2 separate regions of the Mus musculus genome follow, and region 1 is linked to region 2. Evidence: chromatin contacts called from public HiChIP or PLAC-seq data. All regions are on one chromosome and are shown on one strand. The core of a region is the stretch at or near the end of the contact, and the rest is flanking DNA. Distances in the headings are between cores, read along the strand shown.

What was found. HiChIP or PLAC-seq counts read pairs in DNA pulled down with a chosen protein or histone mark.
Region 1: a contact with region 2 is called in an H3K27ac HiChIP or PLAC-seq map of embryonic fibroblasts, with 34 read pairs. The contact joins the enhancer-like site here to the promoter of Tm4sf1 in region 2. A contact is called at or near these places in 1 of 39 promoter capture datasets (3T3-L1-derived adipocytes), 1 of 15 datasets of contacts at CTCF or cohesin (the NIH/3T3 cell line), 4 of 484 Hi-C or Micro-C datasets (liver, nephron progenitors and pancreatic cancer cells), 3 of 115 datasets of contacts at active chromatin or transcription factors (a colorectal cancer cell line, embryonic fibroblasts and pancreatic cancer cells) and 1 of 9 other capture datasets (adipose tissue).

What each region holds. Positions count from the first base shown.
Region 1 is chr3:57,395,205-57,400,409 of GRCm38.p6, reverse strand. No RefSeq gene overlaps it. Among named protein-coding and RNA genes, the nearest start is that of Tm4sf4, 28 kb to the left of the region's middle. Within about 2 kb of position 2,814, at least 14 of the 459 cell types and tissues checked have an H3K27ac peak or open chromatin away from gene starts, as enhancers often do. A contact at or near this core is called in embryonic fibroblasts and pancreatic cancer cells, where this site is marked.
Region 2 is chr3:57,299,812-57,304,676 of GRCm38.p6, reverse strand. It overlaps Tm4sf1 (transmembrane 4 superfamily member 1), which reads left to right and starts at 2,689. Exons shown (of 7, transcript NM_008536.4): 1 at 2,689-2,949; 2 at 3,041-3,155.

The sequences.
Region 1 (5,205 bases), core at 1,565-4,064, 96 kb before region 2:
TGATTGATGTGGTAAGGTCCATTACCTCTCCTAGGCATGCAGCTTCAGGTTGCATAAGAAACCAAACTGAGCAAACCACAGATAGAAAGCTAGAAAGCAGCACTCTTTTTTAAATTGTTATTATTTGTTTATTTATTTTTTATTAGATATTTTCTTTATATACATTTCAAATGCTATCCTGAAAGTTCCCTATACCCTCCTTCCGCCCTGCTTTCCTACCCACCCACTCCTGCTTCTTGGCCCTGGCATTCCCCTGTACTGGAGCATATAACGTTTGCAATACCAAGGGGCCTCTCTTCCCAGTGATGGCTGACTAGGCCATCTTCTGCTACATATGCAGCTAGAGATATGCGCTCTGGGGGTACTGGTTAGTTCATATTGTTGTTACACCTATAGGGTTGCAGACCCCCTTCAGCTCCTTGGGTGCTTTCTCTAGCTTTGCCATTAGGGGCCCTGTGTTCCATCTTATAGATGACTGTGAGCATCCACTTCTGTATTTGCCAGGCACTGGCATAGCCTCATACGAGACAAGCAGCACTCTTCAATGGCTTCTATGTCAGTTCTTACTCCAGGTTTCTGCCTGGAGTACCTGACCTGACTTCCTTTTATCCCGAATTACAACTCTTAAGATGAAATAAGCTTCCTTCCTCCCAGGTTTCTATTGGTCATGGGGTTGTACCACAGTAATAGAAAAGCAGACAAATACTTATGTCCTATGGAGACGGGTTGGAAGGTTATAGTTTAAAAGTTATGTGTTTGGTTTAGGGTAGACAGAAGGTGGAGTTATTATGGTTGATTTAAATTGTTAACTGGATAGAATTTAGAATCACCATGAAAGCAAATTTCTAGGCATGTCTAGATTAGCTTAATTGAGATGGGAAGACTCACTTTAAATTCTAGCAGTGCTATTGGGTGGGATTGAGCCCTAAACTGAGTAAAATGAAGGAAGTGAGCTAATACAAGCATTTTTTTATTCGCTGCCTTCTGGATGCAATGTGGCTGATATCTCCTGTTGTTGCTGCAATACTGCCCTGGGCATGATGGACTGTATCCCCTGGAACTGTAAGCCAAAATAAACCCTTCCTTCTTAAATCACTTTGTATCTTTTTATTCTGTCCATTTCATGGACAATGCTTAGGGGATATCCAGTAATAAAGTACTTCAAATTTTGAATAACATTCAGACTAGAGTGAGTCACACTTTCTTAGATATTCCCAAATGTTTTCCACCCAAACTGCATAGCAGTTTTTTTTTTTTTCTGACAAACTCTAATAATGGACTATGGTTCCCTAGACTGTATATTCTTCCTTATAGCAAACAGAGAAAGCCACAAACCTGATATATGCAGGTGCTTCAGGAGGTTTTTGCTTGATAAACATTGGTAACTGCAAAGCCAGAAGACCCTTGGTGTCACATTTTCCATTGGATAATAAAAGTTTTCATAAAACACATGTATGAATCTTAAACGAGTGAGTGTGTGTGTTTACTTTGGAGTATGTGTGTCAGAGTCCAGGAATTGAGAAGACTAACATTATTATATCATTCTTTCTTAGATAGAAGATTTAAACTCAATGGCTACTGAGAGTGCTTAGAGTACTTTTAGGTGTGACTATGTATGTGTTTGTGTTGTTTTAGAGTCTTCATTGGTGTCCTTAAGGGCTTGGTTCTAGAGAAAATGAAAATCCACAGATGCTCAATTCTTCTCTATAAAATTACACAGATTTTCATGTAACTTATACATATTCTTCTTTAGACTTCAAACACCTTTAGATTACTTATTTATGGTTATATAATAAAGTATAAATGACACGTACAAAGCTGTTATACTCTATTGTCTCAGAGAATGGCAAGAGAAAGCCTGTGTATATCTGCTATACTTTCCTGGTTTGTGGTTGGTTGAATCTACAAATACAGAATGTGGATACCAAAGGTGGACTATACTTATCTTTTGAAGATAACTACCTACATAGATATGAACCAAATCACTTGATATATACTATTTGCTTAAAAATCTATTAAGTGAAAAGGGAAATGGATAGGTGTACAGGTAAAATGCAACTTGTCACAAACTGATAATAACTGAAGCTAAGTGATGGGTATAACTAGGAGGCCTAAATCCAGTTTCTAAAATCCACATCAAGTGGCTCACAGCCATTTATAACTCCAACTCTAGGAGACTGGATGCCTCTGGCCTGTACAGACACCTGTACTCATGTACACATATCCATATGCAAACATACACCTATACACAATTTGAAATAATAAAAAATACAAATAAATATGAAGTCAGGCAGTGGTGGTACACGCATTTGATCCCAGCATCCAGGAGGCAGAAGTAGATGGACTTCTATGAATTCAAAGCCAGCCTGGTCTACAGAATAAGTTCTAGGGTAGCCAGGGCTACACAGAGAAACTCTGACCTGGAAAAACCAAAAATAAATAAATAAGTATCAATAAATCTTTAATAAAAGGAAATATTCTCAGAACTCAACTGCTTATTTGTGTGTCCAGTTCTGGAGAACATCAAAACTAAATCAGGCTGTATCTAAATATGTTGGGAAACAAGATGTTAAAATTTAGAACATTACAGGGTGTGGAATTTAGGGAAGACTTCAGAGTGTGGGTGTGGAAGCAAGGCTGAACAAGTTTTCAGAAGCTATTACAGATGAGGTGAAGACAATTCAGAGAGATTTTTAGTTAAGTGGATACTACATCTGAAATATCCACCTGAACCAGATATTAGTCAGCTGTAAAGGAATTTGAGATGCAGGTGTCCTGGAATGATGTGTGGGAGTTGAAAGCTGGGAATATTCCTTCAGCTGACCATGGCATGGCTGAGGTCATGTCTGTTGCTATGGATCCCATACTTAAAGCGAATCACTTCGTACTGCATGAGTCACAGAGTCAAATAATTCCCTTTCCTTAATTCAGTCGTTAAGGTTTCTAAAAAAAAAAATTCTCAGCATTAAATTATTCTGGTGAGAAGGAACAAGCCATCCATTCAAATCATATTTTACAGCAGATCTAGTATGTTTGAGGTAACACACACGCAGAGGAAAAATGGCGAGGTAGAGTTTTGCCCAGGAAACTAGAAGCCGATATGATCTCATAAATGTCAAATCACAAACTGAGGTGCACTTTAAAAGAGAGCAAGGATCTCTTAAATCACAGAGACTTGTTTTAGTTGGAAGAATTATCCAAGCAAATGGCATTCATTCAAAGCCATGACTATTGGAAACCAAAGGAAAGAAAGCATTAAAAGGGAATTTAAACAGGCAGTCATCGGATTGGCCAAGGCCTTGGTTTTAACTGAGTACAGCACACTAAATTGCTTTCATGGAGGATGGAATCTGTAGGTCAAGTCCCAAGGCAACAAAGCTGTCTTGGCCAAGAGGAAGACATTTCAATCTGATACAGATATTTGCCTTTCTTGGAGCATTTCTAGTGGTAGGAAAAGGAAGCCCCCACTCTCCACCCCCAAGAAAGATAGGAGATTTGTCGCCACCAGTTCCCTTGCCGTACGCATATACATTCCATTCCTCATGAAGAAGCAGAGTCTGTTCCCTGCTCTCCTTAAACCCGAGATGGTCTGTTGCTTGGTTGACTGTCAACATATGGCAGAAAAGACCTTGGATCTTTCTTACTCTCAAGCTCTATGCTCACTGACAGTTTTTACCTGTTGTATTGGGGTGGTAGCCCACCAATGAGAAGCCTAGACTGCTGAAGAGAAGCGGCATATCTGGAGAGCTGAGGCACTCGGAAAATGAGAGAATTAAGTGCCATAGGAGAGTCTTCAGGCACTTCAACTGCTATCTGATTGTCTTACATGAGAATCATCCCTCCAGCCCCAATGAACCCACAGGATCCCAAGAGTAAATCATGCACTAAGACACCATGCGTTTCAGATTTGGCCTAAAGCTTGCATTATGTTATGCTATTTGGGTTCCCAAAATTGCATGGGAATCCGCATTTAAGATACTGAAGGTCCCTGCCCGCAGTTTGTTTTAATTGGTAAATAAAATTGCCAGTGGCTAATGGCTGGGCAAGGAGATAGAGGCAGGACTTTAGGAATTTCGGGCAAGGGAACCAAGAGTAGAAGGAGTTAGCATTGCCATGCTAGGAAAGGAATAAGATGCAGGCTTGAGAGCTGTAGAAGACAATCATCAAAGAGCCAGGGAAGGGTGAATCCAGTTCCCCCCCTCCCGCCCCCGTTGGGTCTAGGGTAATAAGGATGGAATATAGATTTTAGAAAGTAATAACTCAGGAGTATCGGCGGGGAGGCGTTAGCAATGTGGAAGTTTGGGAGTGGCCCTGCCATTAAGCTGATTAAGACATATTAAATATAAGGCTGCGAGTGTGTGTCTTTTATTCAGGAATCTACAACATTGGGACAGGTAGCAAGGAACTCGCGCCACCGCCACTGGGGATATTAAAGCAGACTAATCGTCTACTGCAACAAGCATGTTTTAGGATTGATTTAAGTTGTGCCAGGGAGATGTTAGTGAGCCCCCAAAACACGAATCTGAGCTGATCTGATGATCTGATGGAACTCACAGCAGGGTCTTTATTCTATTCAAGCTAGCTCTGCCCCAACCCCCACCCCTGTCCCCAATGCAACTGCTATTAGGCAGGACGGTTTTAGTGGTGGGGGAGCCCCCAATGCCTATCAGGCAAGGCTTTATAGTAAGCAGCAAGCAGGGAGTACCTGTGCAAGCAACTAATTGGAAAGCCACTGTGGCCTTTAACATAATAGGCTGGTGCTGGGAGTCATATCATAAGCTTAATTTCTGCTCCCCTCTACACTGGTGGTCATTAGGCAGGGGGTGGGCTTGTAATCTGGGGTGCAGGCTTTTTTGGGGAATAACCTGGAAACACTGGTCTTGTTGAGGGTGTAACCTGGAGACACTGGTCTTGTTGGGGATTAGCCTAGAGACTAGAGCTTGGCTTGGGTTTTGTTGGGGGACAACTTGGAAACTAATGCTAGGTACCAGCCTGTTAGTTTACCTGAGTTCAAACTTAGCTCAGGTTCTTTAAAAAGGAGTCCGAACTAAAAGATTTGGCATCTTAAGTAACGACATCATTAACTCCAGGACCTATCAGGTGTGGTGTTTGTCTCCTCCCCCACAGATGCCTGATAAGCTGCACTGGAGCTAGACTGACATTTGTAGAACACAAATTTCATTGTGAAGTTAGATGTGTGTAACA
Region 2 (4,865 bases), core at 1,440-3,939:
CACTAGATGATTCATCTAGTTAGAATCTCAACTCCCTTTCTGGGTAGAAAATATGAAGCTTGCTTATTTATATTAGACACCAAGCAAATACTTACTCATAATTCAGCTATTCTGTATCCAAGCAAGGCAGAGACTCCAAGCAGGGAGGTAGAAAGGCAAATGTTCACTTTGGCTATCAGTAAACGTCATAGCCTTTCTAAATTTGTCACTTTTCCACACACACACACACACACACACACACACACACACACACACACACACACACACACCCCTCAACTTTTCACTGCTGTAAGGTCATTTTTGATAAAATTCCCCCAGGGAAATAACAGCAGGAACCTGAGTTTTCAGTCTGATCAGTATCAGTGGGAAATTTGCCATGTTGCTATTTGACAGCTACAAAAGCCATATTGTTTTTGACTGGGCGTTGCAGAGCCCAGTCAGTAGAGCCTGAACTCACTGATTCATCATGATTGCTCGGAGCATGCTCACACCGAATCTTATTTATGCTTCAAACTAAGTGGCTGAGAACTCGGAAGTCAGAGAAGCACTTGGTACAGATGCTCAACAGGATTTCTTTTCATTCACAACTGGATGACATAGCTTCTCTGTTTCTAGGGATCCCTGAAAAGTGGTGTTGAAAATCACCATCATTAAACACTCTTGTAACATCAGCAACTGAGTGAGCTTACCAAAGTGGGAGAGGGACAGACCAACGGCCAGCCTCTCCTCTGCAAGCACGCATATTATTGTATAAGGCTGAAAGGCAGATGGGCAAGGGAAGGTAGGGTGAACGCTTAGATCAGGAGGAAGGAAATAAAAGGGAATAGACTTTCTTTTCTTTCTTCTTTTTTTGAGAGAAAGAGAGAGAGAGAATTATTGTTAAGTGACCTTTAAATTTGAGATCCTTTGGCTTCATCCTCCAATATGCCAAAACCACAGGACTGCCCATGTCTGGATGAGGCTTGCTTATGTCTTATTCTGAACATAGGAGGTGTTTGTGTAACTGTGTGGCCCTTGTTTGTTAAGAGTCTATTGTGCTACAGTAACTAACACCAAGCTACTGGACACTAGCCTTCTTTTGAGCGTTGAGTTGCCAGGCAGGGTTCAGGTCAATCAGCTCACATCAGTGGAACCTCTTATATAAAAGATGTGAAATTAACCTTCAAACCTCGGGTCTCAGAAAAATGGAGTTCAAAGGGTGAATGTCTTGAAATTGTGGGTTTTTTCTTTTTTAGTTAAGAAATCCCTAAGTCTGTCTAGCTAAGTCTGTTTCTCATTAGACATATGAAGCAGTTAAAAAAAAAAAAAAGAATCAAACCTGCAGAAAAGAGAAATCCTGCCTGAGTCAGAAAACCAAGGAATAAAAATCCCAACTGTCACTTGTTGGCCTTGTGGCCCTGGCTTGCTTGCTTCCTCAGCTCACAAACTCCAACTTCTCACCTGGAAAATTAACTCCTGAAGGAGAAACAGCCCTGTTCATCCTCCTTCTCCTGCCCTGTGCTCTTCTCTCTTCAGCACAACAAAACTGGGGAATAATTACCTAAGTCCTGACAGCTACTGACATTCTCCCCAGGGCAAGCCAGATGTAGGAAGCAAGCCAACTGGGAGAGAGCCTCACGTTTGGGGGGGGGGGGCGGAGAAAACTTGACATCTCACATCATAGGGGGAGTGTTGGGAGTCTGATGTCTCTTGGTCCCATTTCACAATAAGAACCATGTGCTTCTCACTGTGTAGATGATTATTTAATTTTAATATTTCAGAGTTACAGACTAGTGATATGGCTCAGTGGATAAGAGCACTGACTGCTCTTCCTAAGGTCCTGAGTTCAAATCCCAGCAACCACAGGTGGCTCACAACCATCTACAGCTACAGTGTACTCATATACATAAAATAAATAAATCTTAAAATAAATATTTCAGAATTACTTATTTATTCACTTTATATACATAAAATTTATTGAAAATAGGTCCTTTTCATATATATGCATTTCGTATATATATATATATATATATATATATATATATATATATATATATATATGTATCTATTTATCTATCTATTACACATACATACATACACATATAGATTCTGATTACAGTGCCCCTCTTACTCCTCCCAGTTCTCCCCACCTTTGTTTTAATCTCTGGCCTTTCTTCTCAACTGGACCTCAGTAGCACTATTTTATTTATTTATTTATTTATTTATTTATTTATTTATTTATTTATTAGTAGCATTGTTTATAAAGCTGTAAGTTTGGACTGCCTACATCAGTACACTTCAGTTCTGGCTGCTCATCAGAATCCCTTGGGGGTGGAGCTTTTTCTGACCAGCTTTCGAGACTGCTTCCCTAGAGCCAAGTCAACACAAGTGGTTTTGAAGACCTGTTTCTAGCCCTGTGTAGAAAGCCAGGATCACAGGCTCTAGCTACTGAAAATCAAAGGAAATGATACTCCAAGGGGCAAACAAATCTTTCTTTTTCATTAGTGTTTGCACACAGTCTGTCTCATGCATGTTCTGAAACCCCAATCTAAGCCATCCACTAGGAAGTCAGACTGTGCAGCCTGTTGCTGGGCAGGGAGAACCACAGGCATGTTTGGAGCTTTCAGTTGTGGCCTAGGAAACGCAGGGAGTTTCTTGTTTGAAAAACACAGCTGAAACCTGGGAGATTCCTCAGCTGGGGGCTGCTGTGAGATGCTTTATGAGGTCTACCAGTAAGTGTGAGGATGTCAAGGGATAAGAAATCAACACTGGTTTCATCTTGAACCTAGAATTTTATTTTAACCCATGAACAAAGTGAGCTGCAGTTTAAAGAGGGGGAAAGCCGGGTGGCTGTGCGTTAAGACCATTTTCTACTGCTTCTTCTCAACTGCCCCTTCGCCTGTGTGTCATGATTACAGTTTCAAATAAAGGAAACTACAGACCACCTACATTAGTAGACTCCAACTCCAGGTAAGCATTAGACTCACCCACTGGGGTGTGCTTCTCCTCTTGGTTTCAGGCATGATGACTGAGCACAGTGACTTCTGTCATGTGTTTGCAGAGCTGCAGTTAACTGTGCAGGACTCAACAGGTGTGATCTCTGATGCAGTCGTATCTAGTGACACTCAGATCCTTCAGAACCTGCTCTGGGCACCGTCTCATGACTCAAAGAAAAGGTACAGCTATATTCTTTCATGTGGACTGAGAAAGTAGAACCAGGTTTGTTCAGAAAACCAAGTCCTACGGACAGAGAGAACAAAGATGCAGGAAGGAATATGACAAAGGCCCTCTTGCTCCCCTTTGCTCCCGAGTCCCATGGTCCTATCTGTTATTCTCATCTGAAATTTCATAATGAATGCTTCTATAGATAAGGCAGCTGAGCTTGTATTTGTTACTTATAGTCATAAACTCTAACGAGCATGGTCACTACATATGAGTTATAGCACTTGTCATACTCACAGGAGTAAGAAGCCAGTGTCTTCTAGACAAGCAAGGGACATATATGTAGATACAACCAGGAGAGAGAAGATCTGAGTATGAATCTATCTCTAGACTCTCACAAACACACGGAAATATAGGCTTCTAATTTTAAGTTCTTAAAGGTTACCAAGTTCCATTGCCAACAAGCTAAACAACCTTTGGGAAAGATTTTTGTTGTTGTTTTATGCTGTTAACATCTTCAACTCTAAGATGTCCAGTGTGGTCTATGAAAACACTGGCAGTCACTCTCTCAAGACTTCTTTCAACATAAAAAGCTATACTAACATGGCACTTAGTATCGTAGGAGTTTTCTGTGGAATTATTCTTGAAAGTATTGTGTACATTAGATGGAGTGCCCAAACAGGCTTGTGAATGATGAGTAAGATTTAAGTGCTTTTAAATTTAAATATGATAATTTTGAGTCTGGGGAGACAGAAAAGTTGGTAGTACTTTCAGTTCAAACGTGTGGATCCCCATCTAAGTTCAGATCCCCAGCATCCGTGTAAAAACATAAGGCGTTTGGCAGCACCTGCCTGTAATGCCAGCCCTGGCGAGGCAGAGACAGGAGGCTCCTGGAGCTCCCTGGCCTGCTAGTCTAACCAGTTGGTGAACTTCAAATTCAGTGGTAGTATCAAAAACTAAGGTGAATAAAAAATTAAGGAAGAATTTGCCCTCATACCCCTGACCGCCATGCACATCCGCTCTCATCCACACACGTGCACACGTACATAAACATGATGAATGTCAGCTCTGCCTAACTTTTCAAGCTATGTTGACTTTTCTTACATGCAAACAACCTTAGAACCAAACATTTTCAACTTCCATCTATTTCTGTGAACAAATATTTACTCATTTGGCAAATGTTTATTGAGAGCCACTGAAACGCCTGCCATTGTGTCGAGTGTTCTGCTCTTATGAGGTGAGCTGAAGTTTCCAGATATCTGGTAGCTCTGTCTCATTTTACGCTGGAAAGGATACAGATTCATACATGTGGTCACATGGTGTGGGCCACAATTGGGCTTGCTGTGTTTAAAACAAAATCATGAGCAGGCATGGAAGAAGTGGGGTGGTACAGTATACTTGAAGGCATGCTCGAAGAAGTAATGAGTTTAGCCCAGGGAGTACAGGTAGGGTGGGTCAGGGAAAAAGAAACAGAACTTTCTAGAAGGAGCAGCATACTAAATTATGGGTTTGAGAGCTTGAGACCAGTGCTCAAGAATCTACAGTTCTACACTATAGTTAAAAATAAAAACAAACAAACAAACAAAAAAACATTTCTCCCAGAGGCATCCGTTCATTGATTCCAGAGGTGTGCAGGAGCTGGGTGTGAGCCAGAGCTGTTGGGATGCTAGTATTTAAAAACTAATCAGGAACAATAACAATAAACAAAAGCAATGACGTCAGAT